2 separate regions of the Lactuca sativa genome follow, and region 1 is linked to region 2. The links are chromatin contacts, called in public Hi-C maps. All regions are on one chromosome and are shown on one strand. Each heading gives the region's core, a stretch centred on a gene start, on an enhancer-like site or on the middle of the called end of the contact. The rest is flanking DNA. Distances are from core to core; before and after follow the strand shown.

Evidence for each region. Hi-C and Micro-C count contacts between places; a contact is called where the count stands out from the background.
Region 1: a contact with region 2 is called in a Hi-C map of leaf, with 7 times the contacts expected there. The contact joins the promoter of LOC111905144 here to the promoter of LOC111905165 in region 2. A contact is called at or near these places in 2 of 4 Hi-C or Micro-C datasets (both in leaf).

What each region holds. Positions count from the first base shown.
Region 1 is chr2:119,291,884-119,297,092 of Lsat_Salinas_v11, reverse strand. LOC111905144 (receptor-like kinase TMK4) reads left to right here and starts at 1,822. Exons shown (of 2, transcript XM_023900816.3): 1 at 1,822-4,216; 2 at 4,977-5,209. The coding sequence starts at 1,942.
Region 2 is chr2:119,049,825-119,054,936 of Lsat_Salinas_v11, reverse strand. It overlaps LOC111905165 (probable glucan endo-1,3-beta-glucosidase A6), which reads left to right and starts at 3,178. Exons shown (of 1, transcript XM_023900835.2): 1 at 3,178-4,248. The coding sequence starts at 3,178. The coding sequence ends at 4,248.

The DNA of each region.
Region 1 (5,209 bases), core at 573-3,072, 240 kb before region 2:
AGCCCCTCTAACCCAGAACACCAAACCCTAGCCTCCATATCCATTTTTGAGCTAATTATTGTCTTGAGGAGTGCATTAAAGCTTGGAGAAGGAAGAAGGATCTTGAAGGTGCATGGAGGGGGCTATAGATCTGAGATTGGGAAGATATTTCTGAACATCTGAAGGTATTAAGTCGTTTCCCTTCCTTTAGATCTATTTTGGTTGTGAGTTTTGGGGCTTTTAGCCATGAGTAGTGATCCATTTGAGTTGGAAGCCGGATCTGAAGTTGCTACTTCAGATCTAAGTGTATTTTGGTCTTGGAAAGCATAAAGTTTCAGCCCTTGAGTTGATTATGGAGCCTCTTTGCCTTAAACCCTAGTTTATGGTGTATTTTGCCTAGATCTCCTTCTCTACACATAAAGTTTGCAACTTTACGTGAGGAATAGGCTTGGGAAGGGTAGATCTACAGTTTGGAGTCCATGCATGACTCAAAAGTCCTCTGCATGTATAGAGATCTGAATAGAATCGGCGAGCAGCATGAAGATGAGGAGGAACTCGACGAGTGGGATGAACAGCTCGTCGAGTCCGATGAAGTTGGGCAGGAACTCGGCGAGTTGGATGAACAACTTAGCGAGTCTGTTGAAGGTTGTCTTGGACTCGGCGAGTCAGGTTGCGAAACCCCAAACCCTTCGAGTTTAGACTCGAATCAGTGAGTCGATTGGAGACTCGGTGAGTTGGACAGGTCAGGACTCGGAAATCGGTAGGCTCGGTAAGTCATGGACTGACTCGACAAGTCGAGTCGCGAATAGGACTCTGAACATATGAACTCGACGAGTCAATAGGATGACTCGGCGAGTAGGGTTGACATGGAGGATTGAGTTTGACGAGGACTTTGACTTTGACCGGAGTTGACTTGGTTGTCTTTCGGGGGTCGGTTAGACTCAGTGTTGCATTGATATTGGTAGCTCAGGGACCGAGTGGAGCAGGGGTTCAGAGAGTTGCCGTGCAGCAGCTAGTGGGTTCATCAGCCAGTTCAGCCGGTGTAGGTGAGTTTCCCTTTGTGTGAATGGGTCTACGGCCACAATGCCAGCCCATGTAGTTATGAGTAGAAGACCCGGGGGTTAGCCCTAGGCACAGTATGCTAGTATGATATCCGGGACGAGGTCCAAGGATAGAGGGTGGGTGCCCAAGGAATGGTTTATGTGATAGTTTATACTTGTTATCTGTGTGATACTTGTATGTGCCTGGTAGGGAGGTGAGTGTGGGCAAGGTCCCGTATCTCCCCAATAGTAGAATGTGGATGGTGTTCCACATCTCAGTAGCAGCAGATCAGGGGCAAGGCCCAAGTTAGGGAAAGAGTGAGGGTGGGCTGGGCCCGTACCTCACCATCAGCAGGAGTATGGACGGGATTCCATGACTCATCAGTAGCAGGACAAGGGCGGGGCCCAGAGATTGGCAAACACAAAAACATTTTTCAGAATAACTTTTACATTAGCTTCAAAAACATGTTTTAAAAAACATATAAAACTTGGATTTTTTTAACCAAAATTACTTCAAAAATAAGATTTTAAACCAAATACTTTTTAGCTTATCAGGTTTTTTACCATAAACATTTTTTTAAAAATAAATTATTTACCACTTTAAATCAATAAATACTTAAAAACACTATGAGAGTTAAAAAAGAATCCTATAAACACCCCCTAAAACCATTCCAAGATTTGTTTCCGAATAATTAACGGAGGGACCAAATATGAAGGATGCCTAATCTTTGAGGTAATTTTTGAAAATAAGATAGAAAGACAAGTGCGGTCAAAACGGTGAAAAAAAAAGCTGAAACAACGCGTTGGTTTTGGTTCTCTCGGACAAAGAAATAAACAAACGCAGCTGTCTTTTCCCATATATGGTCTCTTCACAGCTTCGGCTTCACCCACCATAACTTCAAGGCTTCCCCAGTCAACAACAATGGCACATGAAGTTGCCAACCACCGTCTCCTCCTCTGTCTCCTCTCCTGTCTCCTCCTCATCCTCTCTTTCTCCACCGCCGATGATGCCGCCGTCATGTCTAAGCTCGCCGCCTCCATCTCTCCCGCCCCATCAAGCTGGACAGGCACTGATTTCTGTTCATGGAATGGAATCAACTGTGACAACTCCAATCCCAAACGTGTCACCGCCATTAATCTCGCTTCCAAATCTCTCACCGGAAACCTCCCTTCCGACCTGAACCAGCTCTCCCAACTCAAAACCCTCGCCCTACAAAGCAACTTCCTCTCCGGCGATTTACCTACCTTAGCGAATCTCACTTTCCTCGAATCAGTGTTCCTTGATGGCAATAACTTCACTTCTATCCCATCGGATTTCTTTCTGGGTCTGACGAATCTACAGAGTTTTAGCATTTCAGACAACTTAGATCTGTCTCCATGGGTTCTTCCCAATCATCTCACGGATAGCAGCAATCTGCAGACGTTTCAGGCGAGTAACGCGAAGATAATGGGATCCATCCCGGACATCTTTGATAGTTTCCCTAATTTGCAGAACCTCCGGCTGTCTTACAACAATCTCACCGGAAACCTACCGAAGACTTTTGGGGGTTCCGAAATCCAGAATCTATGGCTCAACAATCAAGAAAGTGGACTTTCTGGTACCCTTGATGTGCTTTCTTCAATGACACAACTTTCTCAAGTATGGCTACAAGCTAACGCATTCACCGGTGCTATTCCGGATCTCTCGAAATGCACTAATCTGAACGATTTACAACTCCGGGATAATCAGTTCACCGGAATCGTTCCTCCGTCGCTGATGTCTCTTCCCCAATTATCAAAGATTTCTCTACGAAACAACAAGTTGCAAGGTCCATTGCCTGTGTTTGGCTCTAATGTCACCTCCGATATCACTTCCAATAGCTTCTGTTCACCTAATCCGGGACCATGTGATCCACAAGTAACGGCGCTCCTCGAGGTCGCCGGAGCAGTTGGATATCCGATGTCGTTAGCGGAATCTTGGCAAGGAAACAACGCCTGCGACAGCTGGAGCTTCGTTAGCTGTGATTCTTCCGGGAAGAATGTCACCTCCGTGAGCTTATCGAGGCAGAAGCTCTCAGGTACGATTTCACCGGCGTTCGCAAATTTGACCTCGTTAAGAAGTTTATCATTAAACGATAACAATCTCGTTGGCATTATTCCTTCAAACTTAACATCCTTGCCGAATCTTCAACTTCTTGATCTATCCAACAACAATCTCTCCGGTGCTATACCATCGTTCCCACAAAACGGAATAAAGTTTTCACATGATGGCAATCCATTATTAGGTCAAGACGTTCCAATTGGACCTCCGGGCCCACCTGGATCTACACCGAGCTCCACCGATCCCGGTAAAAACCCATCTGGCTCCTCAAAAGGGTCACCCGTCTCCGGTGGTATGATCGCCGGAATCGTCATCGGCGTTCTTGTTTTTCTCGCAATCGTGTTCTTTGTTTTCTTCAAGTGTTGTGCGAAGAAGAAACACCAAAAGTTCGGTCGTGTTGAGAACCCAGAAATCGGTCAAGAACTGATGAAACCAAGCGTCATCGGAACCAGTTCAAACGGATTCAATGGCGGATTTAGCGAGTTGCAGAGCCAGAGCTCCGGCGACCATAGTGAAATGCATGTTTTCGAAGGGGGTAATGTCGTAATTTCAATTCAAGTTCTCCGACAAGTCACGAACAATTTCAGTGAAGATAACATACTAGGAAGAGGTGGATTTGGGGTCGTTTACAAAGGGGAATTACACGATGGAACAAAAATTGCAGTCAAAAGAATGGAATCGGGTGTCATGGGAACAAAAGGGTTAAACGAATTTCAAGCTGAAATTGCGGTTCTCACTAAGGTTAGACATAGACATTTAGTGGCACTTCTTGGGTATTGTATCAATGGAAATGAGCGACTTTTGGTGTATGAGTATATGCCACAAGGGACTTTAAGTCAACATTTGTTTGAATGGAGTGAACATAAGACACCTCCACTTAGTTGGAAACAAAGGGTTTCGATTGCTTTAGATGTGGGAAGAGGGGTTGAGTATTTGCATAGTTTGGCACAACAAAGTTTTATTCATAGAGATTTGAAACCTTCAAATATTCTTCTTGGTGATGATATGAGGGCTAAAGTTGCGGATTTTGGTTTGGTTAAGAATGCACCGGATGGGAAGTATTCGGTTGAGACACGACTTGCGGGGACTTTCGGTTATCTTGCACCCGAGTATGCTGGTGAGTACTAAATTTTTTTTTTTTATATATATAATTTGTTTCAAGATTATTAATCTTATGTTTATGCAAAAAAGGGTTGTTTTTCTAGCAACCCTACAACCCTAAATGCAAAAGGTGTTGATGCAAGTTGCAACTAAAAAGGCAAACTTTTTTACACATTTGGTTTGGAGATTAGTATAATCTTTAGTGTTAGATGCAAGTTGCAACTAAAAAGAGTGTCTTTTTACACATTTTGTTTCAAGATTAGTAATCTTTAATGTTCTATGCAATGCAAGCTAAGAAGACAAGTTTTCTACACATTTTGTTTTAAGGGTAGTAACCTTTAGTTTTTTATGCAACTAAAAAGACAACCTTTACCTTTTACACGTTTTGTTTCAAGATTAGTCATCTTGAATGTTCCATGCAACTAAAGAGACAATCTTTTTACATTTTCATTTCAAGATTGGTAATCTTTAATGTTCCATGAAACTAAAAAGACCATCTTTTTACACTTTCGTTTCAAGATTAGTAATCTTTAATTTTCCATGCAACTAAAAAGACAATCCTTTTACACCTTTCTTTTCAAGATTAGTAATTTAATTAATATTTTCTTATAAAAAGGTTGTTTTTAAAAGCACACATTGTCCCATGGCCTACTAGTGGCTGGCACCCTTGTGCTAATCTTTATTGTTCTAACAAAAATATGATATTTTTAAACATTTCACTTCAAGATTTGCGATATTCAATGCTAATTTTTGTCAAATTTTCATGATCAAAATAGCAACCGGAAGAGTGACAACAAAGGTCGATGTTTTCGCATTCGGCGTGGTGTTAATGGAGTTGATAACGGGCCGAAAAGCCCTAGACGAAACAATGCCTGACGAGCGGTGTCATTTGGTGACATGGTTCCGAAGAGTCCTCATCTCAAAAGAAAACATGCTAAAAGCCATTGACCAAACCCTAGAAACCGAAGACGAAGAAACACTGGATAGCATTTCAAAAGTAGCAGAGCTC
Region 2 (5,112 bases), core at 1,929-4,428:
TGGATTTTACCATCGAACAACCACCAAAAAAACTAATTTACATATTGGTAACACATCACAAAAGGAAAGAACCTTGAGACACCATTCTAAAGAACCTGGTAGCACAGGCTCTTGAAAATTACTTAAGAAACAAAGATAAGTGATAAAACAAATCAAAATAACTCAATTTCACATTAGAGTTGCTAAAAACCTAAATTTCAATCTGAAAGAATAAAAATAAAACCATGAATCTTGAGAAATCACCCTAAAAGTGTGACGGAGGACCTTTGAAGATGGTCGACGATCTAATTGGAAAACGAAGGCAACAGCTCTGTGATGCACTCTCAACACATGTTTCGACATCGTCATCAAGCAGAGAAAGCAGCAGGTGGCGGTGACTGTTGGAGATGATGGGGAATGCCTAGGATATTGCCTGTGGTGATGCGTCCGCAAAGCACAGAGCAGCAGAGAAGCCAAAAGGCAAAGCTATGGCAGAGAGAAAACCGACGAAGTGGTGGCTATGGCAGAGAGATTCCATGAAGGATGGAATAAGAGAAATATGATGAATCGATTAGGTGAAAGGTAATTGGATGTGGGAGGCGGTGAGAAGATGAGGAAGATAGATGAAGAACACGCATTAAAGTGATGGACAGAGGAAACACAACATGTGTTTAAACAATAATCCAGAGATCGATCATATAGAGAAAAATAATTGCATAAATGGATAAAAAAAAATTAGAAGTGGTCCAATAGAAACAAAAGGTGGTTCTAAATTAATCTTTATATATAACATGGTGCACTATATATGACATATCTTGAACCATATTCACTTAAAATACTTGTTTTATGAAATTTACAAAAATGACTGGTAATCATTTAAAATCATATAACTTTTTTTTAAAAGCCAACACACATGTATAATTATAGGATACTTAAAATTTGGATTCAAACTTGATACTACTAATACAGAACAAAATATATCTTAAGTACTCTTTTTTCTTTATGAACAATAGAGGTTTTGGGTCTTTATCTTTAAAATATTTTGTTTAAACCTGAAAATTGAAAACCCATAGGTTGGAAAAAAGTTGTTTTCAAACCGAAAACCCAAAAAGTACAAACCAAAAGAAGAACAGCAAACCCGAAAATATTGAAATCGGAGGATTTAACAAACTATAAAAACCGAACTTTCCAACTTGAATGTCATTTTACCCAAATCAAGTCATTCATATCTCCATTTCATAACATAAAATTAAAGGTTTCGTCTAGAGGTGCACAAAAATTGTCAAGTATCAGAAACATCTAAGGAATATAGCAATACACATACAAGGAAAATGTTTTGAATAGAATTAAACTATATATGTATAATTAAAGAAAACAAAATAATTAAATGAAAATTTCTCACTTACCCATCAAAAATATTTTGTTACGGTTTATTATATAAAAAGTCATATTACTATATAGCTAACAATAAAAATAAGTTATCAACATATTGTTTATATTATAGTTTGAGATCTATCATTACTTAACAATCTTATAATTTAAAGATAGCAGCTTATCTATAAAATGAGTTGTGGTATTAATAGTCTTTGAGACTTGACATTCTATTTTTTTAGGACCTGTCTCAAAACGATTTAGGTTTGGATTGGTCTTAGAAGTCAGAACAATCTAATTTTGGACCGGTCTCAGAGCATTTTGGTATTTTGTTGGACTTGTATCAGATGGTTTTTTTCAGTCAGGTATTTCTTGGATCGATTTTATTTTAGTTCGGATTTGATTTTTTTTAGGACCGATCCAAGACCAATCTATATGTGTAAGTTTCGTCTATGAAGGCATAACGACTTTAAAGGATAATATTGTTTTTGTATTGTACATGTTTTGTCACTATTGTTTTTCTTTTTCAAAATACATCAGTTAACTTGTTGCTTTTGTCCACGTTACGTCCTTATGACATCTTATAGGTTTTCAACCAAAAGATGGATTTTCCGGTGATTGTGGCATCTCCGGCAAGCCTCTGGTCATCTTCTCCGGCAAAATATGATTTTTTCGGCGAACTTCAACTTAATCTTCATATGTTTTCATGAGATTTGTTTAGATTTCTTGTGACTTTATATTAGAAACAAGCTAGAAAATTGGGATCAACAAGAAACAACACACGCGGACCACATAAATCAGCAAGAAACAAGAAACAAGAAACAGGAGCAGACTAAGGTGAAGTCGCGCTGATTAAGGTTAGGTTTCCGGTGAGCATTTTTTATAAGGTGGATCTGTATTGCAATGTGAACAAGAACATAAAGTGTTGTTCGAAAATCAATGATATATATGTTTTCATATGAAGATGAAGATGAAGTTCGCCAGAAAAATCATATATCGCCGGAGAAATGACCGGAGGTTCGTCGGAGATGTTAAAGTTGTCTGAAAATTCGTCTTTTGTCCCGAAACCTACAAGAGAAGAAAACCAACAAATTAACTAAGCGATGTCTATAAACAAGTGCAAAGTAGAAAGTGTAAATTCAGCCCATTTTATAATTAAGTTGAGCCCATTTTGTACTATGGTTATGGTACTTTATCCTGTTCAATGGGCTTTCCGCTCCCTTGAGGCTTGAGCCCTAAGGTCACGTGTTCAATCATTGTATTCAATGTCTTTCATAGATCCTTTACTCTGTTCGTTTGAAGAAAAATAAAATTGATAATAACTAATCTAAGATCGACAACAATCAGTAAAAATTGATGAAATCAATGTTAAAAAATAGACAAAAACAACACTTGAGAAATTCAAAAACACTGATGCTCACACACATGGATAAGCATTATTGCTTACATTCCCTTTTCCTTATAAAAATCCAATAATCACCATATAAAATACTCATCCCAAAAAAGCACCATATGCTTAGATGCATGTTATGCGCATTATTTTAATATCTTTGGAGAGAACACCTTACGTTAGCCTATATTTCATAACCAAGGAACTTAAATGAAATTAACATAACCAAAAGGGTTAAACAAAGCTTCACACATAAATCATAACCTTTGCCTTCTTCACCTTCATATCTATAAACTACAAAAATTCTAACTTCCCACTCCTTTGGATCCTTTAAGCCTTAAAGATTCGTAGGTAGGTCAACAATCCCACACATTCCTCAACCCTATTTCGCTATATATGCCACCTTATATCTCACCCTCACCATTTCATGAAAAAACACAACATTTACCAAAATGACCATTCTACCCCTCACATTCCTCTATCTCCTTGCTTTCTCAAGGGCAATATCGTCAACCAAAATCGGCGTAAACTTCGGCCGAGTAGGTAACAACCTCCCATCACCATCTCGATCCATCGAACTGCTCCAAACCCTAAAAGCGGGTCGGGTCAAACTCTACGATGCCGACCCAGAAATCCTCCGACTACTATCCGGCACGAAACTCGAAGTCATGATAATGGTCACGAACGATGAAATATCCGCCATTGCTAGAAATCAAGAACTTGCAAATCAATGGGTTTTTGAACATGTCATTAACCATTACCCTGAAACCATGATCCGATTTATCCTTGTTGGAAATGAGGTGTTAAGTTTTTCGAGCACCGATCAAGATCGACAAATAATGGACGATCTTGTCCCCGCCATGCAACGGATTCGCGACGCCCTTACAACCGAAGGGATTAGCAATATCCAAATCAGTACCCCTCTCGCTATGGACATCATGGAGAACACATTTCCACCCTCGAGCGGACAATTTAGGGGCGAAATCGTCCACGAAATTGTCCCATTACTTGAGTTTTTACGCGAGTCGAATTCGGTTTTTTTCGTGGATGTTTACCCGTATTTCTCATGGGCGGATAATCCGGCGAGTATAAATCTTGATTATGCTTTACTTGGTGGACATCAAATATATATGGACCCGATGAGTGGGTTGACCTACACGAACCTTTTGGATCAAATGCTTGATTCCGTGGTTTTCGCGATGGCTAAACTGGGCTACAATGATGTGAAGATCGGTGTAGCCGAAACCGGTTGGCCACATGAAGGTGGAATTGGAGCGAATAGAGAGAATGCCGCAATGTATAACCGGAATATTGTAAGAAAAATGACCATGGTCCCACCAAAGGGAACCCCGGCTAGAACCGGAATTGTGATTCCGACTTATATTTTTTCATTGTATGATGAGAATGAAAAGTTTGGTCCGGAATCGGAGAGGCATTGGGGGTTGTTGCATCCGGATGGGAGTCCGGTTTATGAAGTGGACTTGAGTGGAAAGGCGTATAAGAGTTAAGACATGATTGTTGATTCTAAAGGTGTGTAAGGTTTTGGATTCGGAATTGGAATTTGAGATTTTATTTTAAATTGAGGAAATTCAATTCCATCGTATTCTTCAAATTCTATGGTTGATGGATTTTGTCGGACCTAGGGATGGGTGAAAGGATTTCGATTTTCATTCTTCCACCAAAAATCCAAAATACGCTATTTTATATATTTAGAAAATTAATAGTTACACCCCTTGTAATTTCTATTTCGAAAATTGATTCTTACACCATTAAGGTATTAAGGAAATTTTATGAGTGTCATATATCTAAAGGATTAATTTTATAGAATAAAAACGTACTTTTTCATGTCTCACTTAAGCCACTAAAGTGATTATTATACACTATAGAACTTTGTACATTATACTTACAAAAAAGTCTTAGGGTCAATAGTAGATAGTTGTCTAAATCAATTGTATTGAAGTGATAACTACCTCTTATTCGTGTTCACATATTGGCAACTTCTTATTTTTTTGTACATAAGAAAGCAACTAACTTGTTTTAGCTGTGTAACATCCCAAAAATCATGATAAAAAATTTCGTTTTTAATTTAATACTAAAACCATAATTGTCAAACCATTTATTTAATACTCCGGCATCGGGCCTCGCCCGGCATCAGGCCCCGCCTGGCATCGAGCCCCGCTCGGTATACCGATATGTCTCTCTTAGGCCCCGCCCGCTAAACACATACAATCATATAACATGCTAACACATAAAGAAACATACTCTACTGTATCGCTGTCCTAAGTAACATACTCTGCTAATAATGAGATACGGAACTTCGTCCGTACTCAGCTAGTTCCAGCCAGGGCTTCAGCAGTGCAAGGTGAGTCTCC